Linked DNA regions of Hordeum vulgare: region 1 is linked to region 2. Evidence: chromatin contacts called from public Hi-C data. All regions are on one chromosome and are shown on one strand. Each heading gives the region's core, a stretch centred on a gene start, on an enhancer-like site or on the middle of the called end of the contact. The rest is flanking DNA. Distances are from core to core; before and after follow the strand shown. Region 1 holds the start of LOC123407315 (histone deacetylase 2). Region 2 holds the start of LOC123411776 (elongation factor 1-gamma 2-like).

What was found. A called contact is a pair of places that touch in the nucleus more often than the background predicts.
Region 1: a Hi-C map of seedling shows a contact between it and region 2, with 5 times the contacts expected there. The contact joins the promoter of LOC123407315 here to the promoter of LOC123411776 in region 2. A contact is called at or near these places in 2 of 6 Hi-C or Micro-C datasets (leaf and seedling) and 1 of 1 datasets of contacts at active chromatin or transcription factors (embryo).

Annotation. Positions count from the first base shown.
Region 1 is chr7H:505,108,018-505,114,947 of MorexV3_pseudomolecules_assembly, forward strand. It overlaps LOC123407315 (histone deacetylase 2), which reads left to right and starts at 4,719. Exons shown (of 12, transcript XM_045100423.1): 1 at 4,719-4,957; 2 at 5,040-5,095; 3 at 5,196-5,313; 4 at 5,429-5,491; 5 at 5,584-5,652; 6 at 5,758-5,924; 7 at 6,490-6,554; 8 at 6,631-6,677. The coding sequence starts at 4,850. LOC123407314 reads right to left here and starts at 4,590. Exons shown (of 8, transcript XR_006612583.1): 1 at 4,386-4,590; 2 at 4,149-4,283; 3 at 3,648-3,847; 4 at 3,158-3,301; 5 at 2,793-3,007; 6 at 2,477-2,715; 7 at 2,067-2,225; 8 at 1,305-1,733.
Region 2 is chr7H:504,681,892-504,688,883 of MorexV3_pseudomolecules_assembly, forward strand. It overlaps LOC123411776 (elongation factor 1-gamma 2-like), which reads left to right and starts at 5,263. Exons shown (of 8, transcript XM_045104741.1): 1 at 5,263-5,377; 2 at 5,511-5,562; 3 at 6,170-6,319; 4 at 6,394-6,454; 5 at 6,540-6,592; 6 at 6,668-6,769; 7 at 6,850-6,992. The coding sequence starts at 5,554. LOC123409169 reads right to left here and starts at 1,306. Exons shown (of 5, transcript XM_045102135.1): 1 at 1,122-1,306; 2 at 1,070-1,073. The coding sequence starts at 1,306.

The DNA of each region.
Region 1 (6,930 bases), core at 3,469-5,968, 430 kb after region 2:
CGAGAACTCGACCGAGGCCAATGGAGGCGCTGCCGCAGATCCGCCAAACCCTAAGCGAGATCAGCAGCCGGACCCCCGAGGCCCTTCGGATCGCCGTGGGCATCCGCTTCGGAAGCCTGCCGCCCTCCGCCGCCGCCGGCCGCGAGGACGTCGCGAGGTACGCCGCCTCCCTGGCGCGGCAGCTGCAGCCGCGCGTACGGCGGAATCAGCCCCCCACGGGCCCGGCGTTGAGGATGAACGCCGCGTCATGCTACTTGCCGGAGCACGACGAGGACGCGCACTTCTTCCACGCCGTGGCCGGCGTCATCGGCGTGGCGGACGGCGTCGGGGGATGCCGCTTGGAAGGCCTGGACGCCGCCGCGTTCTCGCGCGGGCTCATGGCGAGCGCCCTGTCGGAGGTCGTGGCGTCCTCCTCCGCCGCGCCGTCGCCCGGCCACATCTGCCCCTACGCGCTGCTGGACAAGGCGTACCAGCAGACGGCCGCGTCCGGCACGCCGGCGGCGTCCACGGCCGTCATCGTGTCGCTCGCCGGCAGGGTTCTCAGGTGGGCGTACGTCGGCGACAGCGGCTTCGCCGTGTTCCGCGACGGACGGATCCTGCACCGATCGTCGCCGCAGCAGTCCTATTTCAACTGCCCGTTCCAGCTCAGCTCCGACTCCAGGGACCGCTACAAGGTCAGGGACGCGGCAGTGGGCGAGATCGCCGTGGAGGAAGGCGACGTGGTGGTGGTCGCCTCCGACGGGCTCTTCGACAACGTCTTCGACGTGATGCTGGAAATGATCGTGCAGTCGGGCCTGGCGCTCAGCTTCACGCCGCAGAACATGGCCGACATCATCGCCAACCAAGCTTACGCCGCCGCGAGGCGTACCCAGGACACGCCGTTCAGCATCGCCGCCCGGGAATACGGACGGGATAAAACCGGAGGGAAGACGGACGACACCACCGTCGTTGTCGCCTTCATTGAGGCTCAGGACATGGCATGATCACAGACATAGACAGCTATGTACATAGTGATGCAGTGATGAGTATCAGTATAGGAGTTAGCATGGTCTTATCATAGGTAGTAGTGATGTCTGTTGTAACATGAGGTGTTAGTACTGTAACTTCGCATGGTCTTGCTACCATGGGAGTTAGCATGATCTTAACGAAATTACAGTGTGTCATCACATTCCTTGGTTAAATATCAATTATATTATGCTTTCTTACAATCTATTACTAGATTTGTTGGTTAAAGATTCTTTGGAAAACTGAATCGCAGTACAAAACCATAAAAAAAAACTAAACGATAAGCTGAACAAACACCGTCAATAAGCACTCATTTAATAAGGCACCATCATTTGTCAATAACAGCCTGTTGAGAGCGAATTTTTTGGAGTAACCTCATCAGCCACAACCAAGAAACTGTTACAGCATCAGCAGTGAAGGGTGACAAAGCTACCAAAAAACATCACCAAAACAACTGGCGATTTCCTACATGATCACCCTGCTACTCCTACCTAATATCGTGTATGAATGGTCCACCTTCCACGGGGAGTCTTGGCACCAATCTCATATTGCCGAGCTACCCTCCGCACAGTCTGGATCATCCCGTTTTCTTTGTGTGTAACCTGAGTTCCTGATGACTCTATTTGCCTTATGTGGTGCTTGAATTCTTTTAGTCGCTCAGAACTGCAGAGTTGGAGCTTGTGCCATACAGATACATATCTGGTGCTCAACGACGAATCGACGATCAACTGTAAAAAGAAGACAAGCTTGTTTTAGAGCAAAGCACGCTTCGTAGAAAGCCATACATAAAGCATTACACATGCAGGGGCTGAGCAAAAGCAGAAATCCGCCCCAAAAATCTAGGGCTTCGTGAATATGAACTAAATCCTTTTGTTTTTCTTCCATAAAATAAAATGTCAACAAAGACTACCAAGGCCTTGTCCGGTTAAACCTTTCAACAAGCTCCTTCAAAACTCTTGCAACTGAACAAGCCCTAATTGTGCTGAATGAACTAAGATGAAGGAAAATAAAGCACAAAATGCTGGACCAGCCTGTGATGTCTATAGGGAGAGAAAGAGTACCAGATGTAACTTCATTGTGGAACAGAAGGTTCAGAAGTCATATTTTGTTCTGCCACTCTTCAAGATTAGGCACAACATATCAGATAATTGAGAGGTTGAATTGTAGAAATCCCATGCCTCTAGCATCAAACGCTTTCTTGAACCTTTGAAATGGACAACCTAAGAACATCATATCAGATTTGGCATGTTACCATACTCAATAAAAAAATACTGGATATATCAACAGGCCCCCAAAATCAGCAAGTGTACCGCTGGACAAGTGGCAACAATGAAAAGCAGTGTACTAATAATAGTATTAACTGTGCAACTAGTGGTTAAAAAAAACTATATTTTATCGCGAGGAGGGCATGGATCAAATAAGTTCTTAAGAGTAGGATAAAAATGATGTACCTTAAGATCCAAGGGCATACCGTGAAACTGTCCAGCACCCTCAGGTGGAGTCCAATTATAAACTTCACAAGGCAAAAACAGAACAGATGCTCCATTGATTTCACCAGCAAATGTTCCATGCCTAGAAAAATTCCCAAAGGCTGATGGTAGGTAAGACTTCACAACCCATGCCAGTGCTAACTGATCACCAAGCATGCGGGATGCCTTCATATACTTTAGATTGTATGCTTTAAGAACTTCGTTGAAGAATTCAATAGCCCTAAAAGCAAATGAAGGAATTATTTAATGCAATGCCAAGTTTTCATACCAAGATCTGCTTCATAGATGTTCACTTACTTAGAGATGCCATCTCTGGTCCCTCTGACAGCTACAAATCCAGAGTTCAAGGGCTGGCCTTTGTTATTACGAAACGTAAGAGCAAGGTGCCAATGAGGATAGCTCGTGAAGATATGTCCAAGATCCTCAACCACTGCCATATCAGAATCAGTGAAAACAAAATGACGAACACAATTCACACAGTGAACCTCCTCAAGTTTTAGCTCTAGAAAGGCCTACATATGGACCAGAAAGACAAACATATCAGTCTTCTGAAGAAAACAACGCACATAGATGGTTGCATGCAGTAATATTTCTAGATCCGCAAACAGTACTTCCAAAAAAGCATATGCAGGAACATGTTTGCATGAAGCATACAAACTTACAATGTAGGACTTGATCCTCTGAAGCATCAGGTTGCCTCGAGAATAATTTCCCTCAATGGGCAGGATTGACGCCCTCCCTTGATTTATTGACAATTTTGATTTAGGATCAGTCAATATTATCACATCGCTTCTTGGCATTGACACCTACAGAGTTCTATAAATAAGATCAGAAGTTAAACAAACAACCACGCAATCGACTATGAAGGAAGACCATGTGTTACTTCTACTTTTTGAGGATTCAATTTAATATGCCAGAAGGCTACAAAAAATGCTACATAAAAAAGGGAGGAGGGGAATCACAGTGGTATCAGTGTTCTATTTTACAGTATTCACTGTAATTTCTTCTCTATCTCTACTACCATTGAACTGCTCTCAGTATTCTCTTAGCTGACATTGATTATTAATTATTCCCAACATGATAATAAATTGAATTATATTCATAGTCAGTAAGTTAGTTGCCAGCACAAACAAGAGGAAAAGGAAGATCCACCTGTATGAAGCTGATGAAAGTGTTAAGAATGGCCATGGACCTCTCCTCCTTGCCATAAGAATGCTTTCCAACAGTTAGAGCATCGGATGACCGTTTGCCAGCCCCAGCTGGGTCAGAACTGTATGTTGTGAATACTGTAACAAAAGAAACATGTTCCCCAGGTTCACTTGATGCACCTATCTTATTCACAGCTTTAAGTCCTGAAGGAAATGGTAAAATGTAGTCAGTAGATACACAACAGATGCTGATTCTGTTCACGCTACAGAAGCATGAACAATCGTACGTGGTGTCCTGCAGCCTAACTGGCACTAGTAAGCATACACAGAGCATTCTAGACCTTGATAACAGCATGTACAATCTTTAAGCACTGATAACAGTATTATTTTTGTATCCTAATCTCCTTGGAGCTGCTTCAAACTGGTGCAATGCAGTTAGAGCTTACAGTACATATGAGGATCACAGGTCACAATGTGAGAAACCGAAACTAAGAGGAGGAGAAACCTTGGCACTGGAGGCGGTCGGGGCGGCCCTGGCCGGCGGCCGGGCCGAGTACGAGGCGATCGGGACGCTTCAGCAGAGCAGAAGGCGGCATGTCAAGGGCCCTCTCCGGCTCCCAGCTCAAGCGCAGCCTGGAAACTGCAAGAAGGGGCACCAGATTGGATCGTCAGGAGGGCAAACCGCGCAGTGTGTGTGCGCGCTGGAAGGAATCGAGAGGTGGAAGGCGTCGCGGGGCCGCACCGGAGTAGATTGAAGGCGCGAGGACGACGAGGAGCAGGAGCGGGATGAGGGGGACGGCGCGGCTTCGGAGCCTCGAGATCGCCATGGAAGCGGCGGCGGAGAGGAGCGAAAGCGAGTTTCCCCTCGGCGGCGGTGGATATTTTACATTCAGCCACCGTTCTTCCGCGTAAATTGCATTCGTGTGCTCCAAACTCCAGAGATTCCGTGCAGTCAGTATGAGAAGGAGGGCTAGCAATGCAAATATCTAAGTTCAGAAAAGCTCTCGCGCAAAAAGCACAGCACCGCCACGCCACCGAATGATTCTGATTCTCCCGAAGTCCCCATCGCCATTGGTACCTCTGCCCCGCCCCCGCGGGAGGTAAGGTAAGCGGCAACACAACGCAAACTCCCAGCCCAGAGCCCTCGAGAGCATCCCTCTCCTCTCCATCCCCGCGCGAGCCCTCTCGTCCAGGCCGGTGGCCGGGATGTCCTCCTCCTCTGCCGCCGCCGTGCCGGGGGGCACGCCGGCGGACGCCCTCCGCCGCAACCGTATCCTCTCCAGCAAGCTCTACTTCGACGTGCCGGGCTCCAAGGTCAGTCGTCCGGCCGGGAGATGCTCCTCCGGTCACCCCGATCACCCGCTAATCCGTGGTTGGCGATTGCTTGGCTTGGCAGGCTCCGGTGGTCTACTCGACGGCGTACGACATCGCCTTCCTCGGAATCGAGAAGATGTGAGCTGCTTTGCTTCCCGTCCCGCCTCTCCATCATTTCCTTGCCTAGCTGCATACACGTGCACCGGACCACGGCTTACGCGCATCATGTGCTGTGCAGGCACCCGTTTGATTCCTCCAAATGGGGCCGCATATGCAGGTTCCTCACCAAAGAAGGCCACCTGGAGAAGAACCGGGTGGTGGAGCCATTGGAGGCTTCCCAGGAAGATCTACTGGTGGTAGGAAAGGAGACAATCTGTTTTCACTTGGTTCATACTGTTTCTTCTTCTTCTTTTGATTTTTGTCTGATCCCCTTTAAGTTTGTTCCATCATTCCATGGCTCTGCTTGGCCAGGTTCACACAGAGGCATACCTCAACAGCCTCAGGAGCAGCTTCAGGGTCGCAGCCATTGTAGAGGTACTAGGTTCTCAGAGGAAGCTGAATTTTGATGGCCTGATTGATAGCAAATTACAATGGCACGGTTTGCTAAACCAGATGTTTTATCTCAGGTTCCTCCGTTAACGCTCATACCTAATTGGCTCCTACAGCAAAGGCTACTGTACCCCTTCCGAAAACAGGTGATCTCTTGTGATTAGGTGCTCCCACCTGTACTGAAAGTACCAGGTGCATAATTTGGGTGCCACTGCCAGGGAGTCTCTGTAAGCTAGTTCCTTTTTCCATAGGTGGGTGGGTCCATTTTATCAGCTAAACTTGCACTTGAGAGAGGATGGGCCATTAATGTTGGTGGAGGGTTTCACCATTGTTCGGCGGAGGAAGGGGGTGGATTTTGCGCGTACGGTGATATTTCGCTCTGCATTCAGTTTGCGTTCGTTCGTCTGAATATTTCAAGGTGAGAAACCTATACTAGCTGGACTCTAACTGTATAAACTATGGAGTGTTCCTTTAGTCTCTGCAAACTACTCCCTCCGTCCTGAATTACTTGTCGCAAGAATGGATAGAAATGGATGTATCTAGAACTAAAATACATCTAGATACATCCATTCTTGCGACAAGTAATTCTGGACGGAGGGAGTATTTGTTTGGCTTATACAACGTATGTGCTTGCCTGACGGCTGTAAATATATTCTGTGAAATATCTGTGTTGTTAAGCATCCTATGTCAACTGTCATGCCAATCTTGCTTTATTCCCAGGGAGATTGCTATGCTTGTTCACATCTTAGCAAGCACTCTATGCTGCTTGGCTAGTTACGTAGTACATGTGTGGCCAATGAATGCAAGGATGTATCTCGGAGGTGCTCATAAGGGTAGGGTGTGCGTGTGTGTGTTCATAGGGGTGAGTGTATGTGCTTGTATATGAGAGCTTGCGTCTGTACTGTGCTAAAAAAAACAATGTGTACATTGCTTACTAACTATTTTAGCTTCATAAGCACCTATTCCTTTTTAAATACTTGCAGAGTAATGATCATAGATCTGGATGCTCACCAAGGAAATGGTTATGAGAAGGATTTTGCTAATGATGGTATGTCCTATATTTTGTTCTTCTATGCATTTTGTTTTCACTTCGATGACACAGTGATGCCAATTTTCACTTGCAGGAAGGGTTTACATTTTGGACATGTACAATGCTGGAATTTATCCCTTTGTAAGAACCACAGTCTAGAATTCTTGTTACACCTGCGGAACGTCAAGCTTTTTTTGCTGCTGCTGGTTATCCTCTGACTACCCTTATGCAATATGTGGTTTAGCATTTCTTATGGTGTAGAGGTTATTTATCTAGAATTTTTGTCCGTGTCCTGGTAATGAGCATAAGTTTTCTTCCCTACCCCATAAATGCATATTCTACATCATGTTTTGGAAGATACCATCCAGTTCAGATGGTGCAAACAGGCATTTAC
Region 2 (6,992 bases), core at 4,013-6,512:
TGGGCAGAGTCCTAGCTACGGCGAGGTTGTATGAGTTCAGGCCCCTCTACGGTGGAGGTAATAGCCCTACGTCTCAGTGCTCTTGGAGCTGGTTACCGAGTGTAATATGGAGTACAATGTTTTTCTAACCCTTTTACCAGTGGGGGAGGGCGGCTTATATAGAGTGCGCTGCCCTCTTTCTGATTCAAGGGTGGAGTAGTGGCGATTGAATGCATGCGTTACAGGTAACGTATGCTATAAATGCTAGTTAATGCACCCGGAAACGTACGGCAGTTTCCCTCCAGGGAGGTTACGACGAACCGAGTGTATCTAGTCGGTAGGTCCGGTGTCCTCCGAGTCTTAGTCTCCGACTGGATAATTCTGGACCTCTTACCGACTGGATGATGGGGGCACCTTAATACAGTCGGGCATACTTAAGGTCCCGTCCCTTGCGTGGGGTAGTCCTTGGGTAGGACCTGTAGGACAGGCCTATGACCCTACCCTAGGACTATGACCCCATCAACATATGAACTACCAATGTACTACCAAGGGAGATTAGGTTGCAACCAAAGGCATGCCACAAGATGGGGCTACAAATAAAACACAAAATACTTGGCAGAACCGGGCCTATTGAGTGGGCATTCAGTAAATTGGCTTGGAATTACATGGGGAAAGAATTATTATAAACACCATTTCTTCACATGAAATTGGTTGTGATACTACCATCCACATACTTATGCACAAATGACAGAGATATACTTGAATAAAACTTGTAAAACAAGCAACAACATGATCCTCTTTTAGCCTTAGCAAAATTAGAAATAAGAGGCCACCTACCTTAGTGCTCATAATGAAATTCAAGCGAAGCAATAATTCTCACACAAAAAAAGAGACTGAAACTACCAATCTACATGGAAGTTGTACACAAAACATAAATGAAGGACACAGATTGTAAACGGCAAACATTGATTGCTTGAGTCTGTTAAGCATGTAGATTCCCTCCTGCATATAGTCCTAGCTGCAGCAACGACACACACACACACACACACACGCGCGCGCCGTGCGAGTTCAGAGTTGAGTCAGTCATAACCTGCCTGAAAAAACGCAGCCCGGAGAAACAGACAACGCAACGCCGGTCTTACGGTTGATCCTTGCCGGAGCGCGGCCACCAGTGCCAGGAGTCGAAGACGAGCATGTCGGCGCCGAGCCAATTGTGGCTCTCGTCGATCTTGTCGAGCTTGAGCACGCGGCCGGCCTTCTCGCTCACGATGTCCACCAGGTAGTGCGACAGGTAGTACACCAACGTCACATTGTAGAGCAAGGTCATCTGCACGGCCACTCACCGATGCTGTGATTGGGTCACCACCGTGAAACAAACCAATGTGCTTACTATCCAAATTTGGCACAGATAGGGAAAACAATTTAACGAAATAATCTTGTGATGATAGTAGTACAGACCAATCTCCAACGACAAGAAGCATATGAACCAAAAGGGGGTGAAACGTAATTAACAAATGACAAATGCGCAAACCTTGCATGGATGAGCTTGACGCTGGTCTTCATGTTGGGCCGCGACCAGTTGTACGCGATCGAGCTCGAGATCCCGGTAAGCCACAGGCAACCTGCCCCCCGCCGGAAAAGAAGGACGCCACATATTAGAATACACACATGCCTGATGAATCGGGGGGAAATCTACATGTCGTCATCCTCCTGCTCCCGATCCCCCGACGCTGGATCTGCAACCCTCGAGGGTGAAGGATGGTGGGGGTGAGGATTTGGGGGCGGGTGGGGACGGGAAGAAGAATCCGGCGATGGCAGGGCGGGGCATCTCCGTCGGTGAGGATCTCCTCCAGTCCGGCGACAAGGGCGCCGCCCCTCACCTTCTCCTGCTCCGATGCGGCTGGAAAGAGGATAAGATCAAACAAAGGATCGCGAGTGGAAATTTTACAGATGCAGGGTCTTTCTTGCAAATCTGAAACGTTTTTTCTAATATCCACTTAATCGGGGACTGCGGGTTGAATCCTCGAAAACGGAGGGACTTTTTCGCAAAAACGTCACGACGGACGACAGAAGCCATCGGTGCTTTATTATTAGGGAGAGACTAGCAAAATGGCTCGTGCGTTGCCACGGAAGAAAAAAACATAATCTATGTTCACATATCATCGCTTGATTTAGAAAATTTTCTGCACAAACGCAAGAAAATATTTCTTCTTTTAAATTTATTCACAAGTTGAAGCAATCTTTACATTTTCAAAAAATATATATCATGGTTGTCAAAAATCTTGGTAACTCAAAGATTTATTCTGAATTTCAATTTTTTTTTAGAAAACATACAATAATAATCCGATCCATTCAACAATTAATTCTTCAAAATTCACACACGTATATTGTCACAAAGACTTAGAAGCATTAATTTTTAACTACATACATTAGATATTTCGTGAACAATTTTACAAATACGGGAACGATTTTAAAATCGAGAACATTTTTTACAATTTACAAACATTTACTAAAAATCATGAATATTTTTTATATTTCGAACAGGTTTAAATATTTTCTTTTGAATTGGCCACCAATTCAAACGAACATAATTTTTTATGTTGGAGGATTTTATTTTAGATTCACAAACATTTTTTGAAATGCATGAAGTTTTTCTGAATAAACAAACATTTTTATAAATCATTAATATATTTATTAAATTCATGGACATTCTTTTGGAATTTGCAAAAAAATATAAAAATCCAGCGCTTTTTTGAATCCTATTTTTGATTCAAAATAAAAATTCGTCGGTATTTTAGTCCAAATTCCTATTTTTTAACATGCAAAAGTTTTTGTAATTCTAAATTATTTAAATTATAAATAAAAAAATGGAAAGGATTTTTTTTTAAAAAAAACTATCAAAACAGGCCTTAGCTATTTTTAAAATTTTAGGACATATTTTCAATTAGAAAGTATTTTGTTAAATGCATTTAATAGTTTTTAATACATGGAATTGTATTTGAGATCATGGACTATTCTTATTGTACACAGATTTCTATAAAATTGCAAACATTTTATTGTATATGCGAGCATTTTTACAAAACTCCGAGTAGTTTTTGAAGTCACAGAAATTTAATTTTTTAAATATGTTGATTTATAATTTTCAGTTTATTAAAATTTTAAAGATTATTTAAAGTTCTAAATTATTTAAAATAAAAAAATAAAACAGAACTGAAAATAAATAAATAAACGGAACTAAAAGCACGCGCCTGTGCATGGGCCGGCCCATTCGGTGTGCTGGATATTCTCCGAGCGTGCAGAGCGTAATATAGGAGGTTTTTACATGGGCCGGCCCAGTCCAAGATTTTTCGCTTTGTGAAACGTTTTCTATTACTTACCGGTGGCATGGTGGGTAATTTATGCAAACTTTAGGGGTAATTTTTAAGACGACGACCAGAAACCGAATTTGCTTCATTATTAATAGCACAAATGCCCGTGCTTTGCAACGGAAAGAACAATATTTGTTTTTTATGCGCAAAATACAATTATTTTATAGGCAAGACTCTTCGCATTTTAGTATGGATTTTGAACAAACAACTTTAAATTTAAACATTAAACTGTGCAACTAAATCTCATTTATGTCTTTGTGTGGTCGAAACACCCACCTCTCACACGTGATGATCTTGGGTCGAGGTATAGTAGTATCTTGATGGATCCGCCCACGCATAACCTTTCTGCCCAGCACCTACGAAAAATAGTAGGCACGATAGAAAAAACATATTAAAAGAGAAGATGAGAAAAATTGATGGTGCAAAAGCGATATCAAGAAAAGAATGGAGATAAGGATCATAAAATCACAAGCTTAATCACTTGTATCCAGAAATCCATCTTCACATGACTAATCATGTGACAAACAAGTAGTAGGCCAGTAGCCACAAATTCATGAGACATACGTAATCATTAGGAGGCACAAAATTCACTTGTGCATGCAAAAATCTCAGCTCAAAATGAACCGTATATTGTATACGCATCAGAAAGAATATAATAGGAAATCTAGAGCACATCACGTAGTCAATTGTGCTACACACCGCAGGCCCCTTCGTGGGACCCATATTTGTTTTGGTTTGATGCTAAGATGGATAGGCTATCGACGGTTGGTTGTCTGCCGTTATTCTCTTTCCAGCGATTTTGTCCATGCATCGTCTCTCTAAGTCTCCATCTCTTTCTTTTCACGCAAAGTCCCTTCCTACCTTAGATCTGTGTCGCTTGGAGGCACTCGAGGTAACTGCGCAAGTGTGGCGGTCGGCGATCGGCGACCAACGCAGCCAAGGTAGCGAGGCAAGCTCCTGCCTCTCCAGGAGCTCGATTTCGACGAGACTCACAGGCGAGGGAGCGGAGGAGATCTCGATTCTCCGCCGGCTAGCTCGGTGGCGTGGAGTCGCACCAATGATCTTTTTTTTAAGATTTCAGGACTACCTGACCTATAGCCGATGGGGAGGAAGATGAGCGCGGCTGAACGCGCAGTTGCGTGGGGAGCGACAGGCGATTTCGGTAGCGAGGAGTTTCGAGGCTTGATATATTGACCGGTGTTAATTTATATAGTCATGGATCGGGCCGTGATGCTTCGAGCCTCCTGCAGAGTCCTTGTCCGAAACTGGTCAAGCGAGGCGAGATCATGCGGAGAACGACGCTCGTTTTTAATTATTATTAGGTGCGCTTGGGTCGAGTGCCCTTGTGTCGTTCATGAACAAAACGTTTTTAAACTGCGAGTTGAATAACAAAAATTAGAGGTTTTTTTTTTATAAAAATACCGTGGTGGGTTTTTCGACGGGTAGGTATAGATATAGATTAGGGAGAGATCAGGGAGAGAAATGCAGTGACTTGGTTCTTAATGGGCTTCGGTCACACGCCAAGTTTTCCAACAGGAATCTCGCTCTAAAAAAAAAAGTTTTCCAACAGGAAGAACCATAGAATCCGAGGGACGGATATGCCATCGTACGTGGAAGGCCGGTGTTACTCCAAAAAAGGAAAACCGTGAAAAGCCGGAGTATCCCCCACGCAAAACTCTCCGCGGACGGCGTGACCCTCGCCAGCCCGTTCGGTTTCCGTGGCACGCACGCACGGACCGATCCTACAGGGACCCGACACAGGCTCCAAGAAAACCCAGGGGGCCAACACGAAAACAACCGCCCGCCCATCGCCCCCCATTCCTCGAACCATCCCGTCCGTCCAATCGTCCCATCCCGCCATCGGGACCCTCCGTTCCGCAACCCTAGAAAGCCCCGGAGCTCCCTCTCCCCTCCCCACTCCCCCCGCGCCGCCATAAATCCGCGACCCCGTCCCCTTTCTAAACCCCTCTCCTTCCTCACCCTCGGCCGTTGAGGTTTCCGCCGCGATCTCGTCTCGATCCACACGCGCGGTAAGATCCCGAACCTCCTCCCTACTCCCCCCTCCCCCATCTCGACCCCTCTCCCTTCCCTCCTCGCCTGCCCGTGGTGATTCCCGGTCGAGCTCACCGTTTTCCCGTGGTGTTTCCTTTCCCGTCTGTGCAGATCTGAGATTTGGAATCGGGCGAGGCCTGCAGCTCCTGCCGACATGGCGCTCGTGAGTCTCTCATCCCGCCTCGTAGATTTCGTTGTTTGCTTCTGTATGGTTGTGTCGTTTAGGGTTGCATGCGAGTCGGTGTTGGTCCGATTTGAGTTCTGTCGAGCCACTCCGATTTGGGCCGCGCTTGATTCGCGGTTGGCTGGTTCTGATGCTTGACGCGGGTCGATATGTTTATGCATGTGTAACGTCTCCGAGGGATGCGGTTCGCGGGTCCTGGATGTGTGATTTTTAGGATTCTGATCCAATTATCGATTTCGTTGCTGGCGCTGGATCGATGGCCCGTTTACTCGTTTTAATATTTGGTCATAGGGTCGTAGATTTGTGTATGATCATGCGCTAGTCTGACAGGTCTCCAGGATGTCAGTTGTTCATAAATTTGCGAATTCTTGAGCTTTTGAGCCGCTGTAATTTGTATGTGACCGCTTCTGAATAGATTTAGGTGACTTTTTTTGTTACCCGAGGGACTACTGCATCTCTGCTTCTTTCATTTAGCTTAGCTTGCTGGTCTACATAAGTTTGATCTGCTTTTGCTTGTATGATCAAGTGACCTTATATCCTATGTTTGTCCATTGTTCTGAATATGTCTTCTGCTTTATCCATTTAGGTTTTGCATTCGGGCAGCGGCAACAAGAATGCCTTCAAGGCACTTATTGCTGCAGAGTACTGTGGGGTCAAGGTTGAGCTGCCCAAGAACTTTGAGATGGGTGTATCAAACAAAACCCCTGAATTCATCAAGATGAATCCCCTTGGGAAGGTACATCGCTTAGACTCACAGATTAGTTCAATATACAGTGAGTCAGAGTGCAAGGAACTAATAATTATTTGCAGGTCCCTGTTCTTGAGACTCCTGATGGTGCTGTTTTTGAGAGCAATGCTATTGCACGCTATGGTACTTATTTTACCTTTTTTGAATCAATCCTTGCTACTGATTCCACAGTGCCTAAATTGAACACTGATTTATTTTCTTCCTTCAGTTGCTCGCTCAAAGGGTGACAACCTGCTTTGGGGTGGTTCTCTTATTGAATATGTGAGTTATATAACAAGTACTCCTATACTTGTAGCTTAGCAAGCATCCGTGCTTATTTGTTGATAATTCTTGCAGGCACGTGTTGAGCAATGGATGGACTTCGCTGCCACAGAGGTTGATCCCAATATCGCAAGGTGGTTGTACCCAAGGCTTGGTTATGCGCCTTTCAATGCCCAGGTTAGTGTACTGATTAGATATCAGAATTCTCTATGTCCAAGCATTAGAAAGGTGCAAGATTCTAACATTTACCTTTGCAGTCTGAGGAATTCGGCATTGCTGGATTAAAGAGGGCACTTGAAGCATTGAACACACACCTGGCGTCAAACACATTCCTTGTTGGACATTCTGTCACTCTGGCTGATATTGTCATGACATGCAACCTCTACCATGGTTTTGCCCG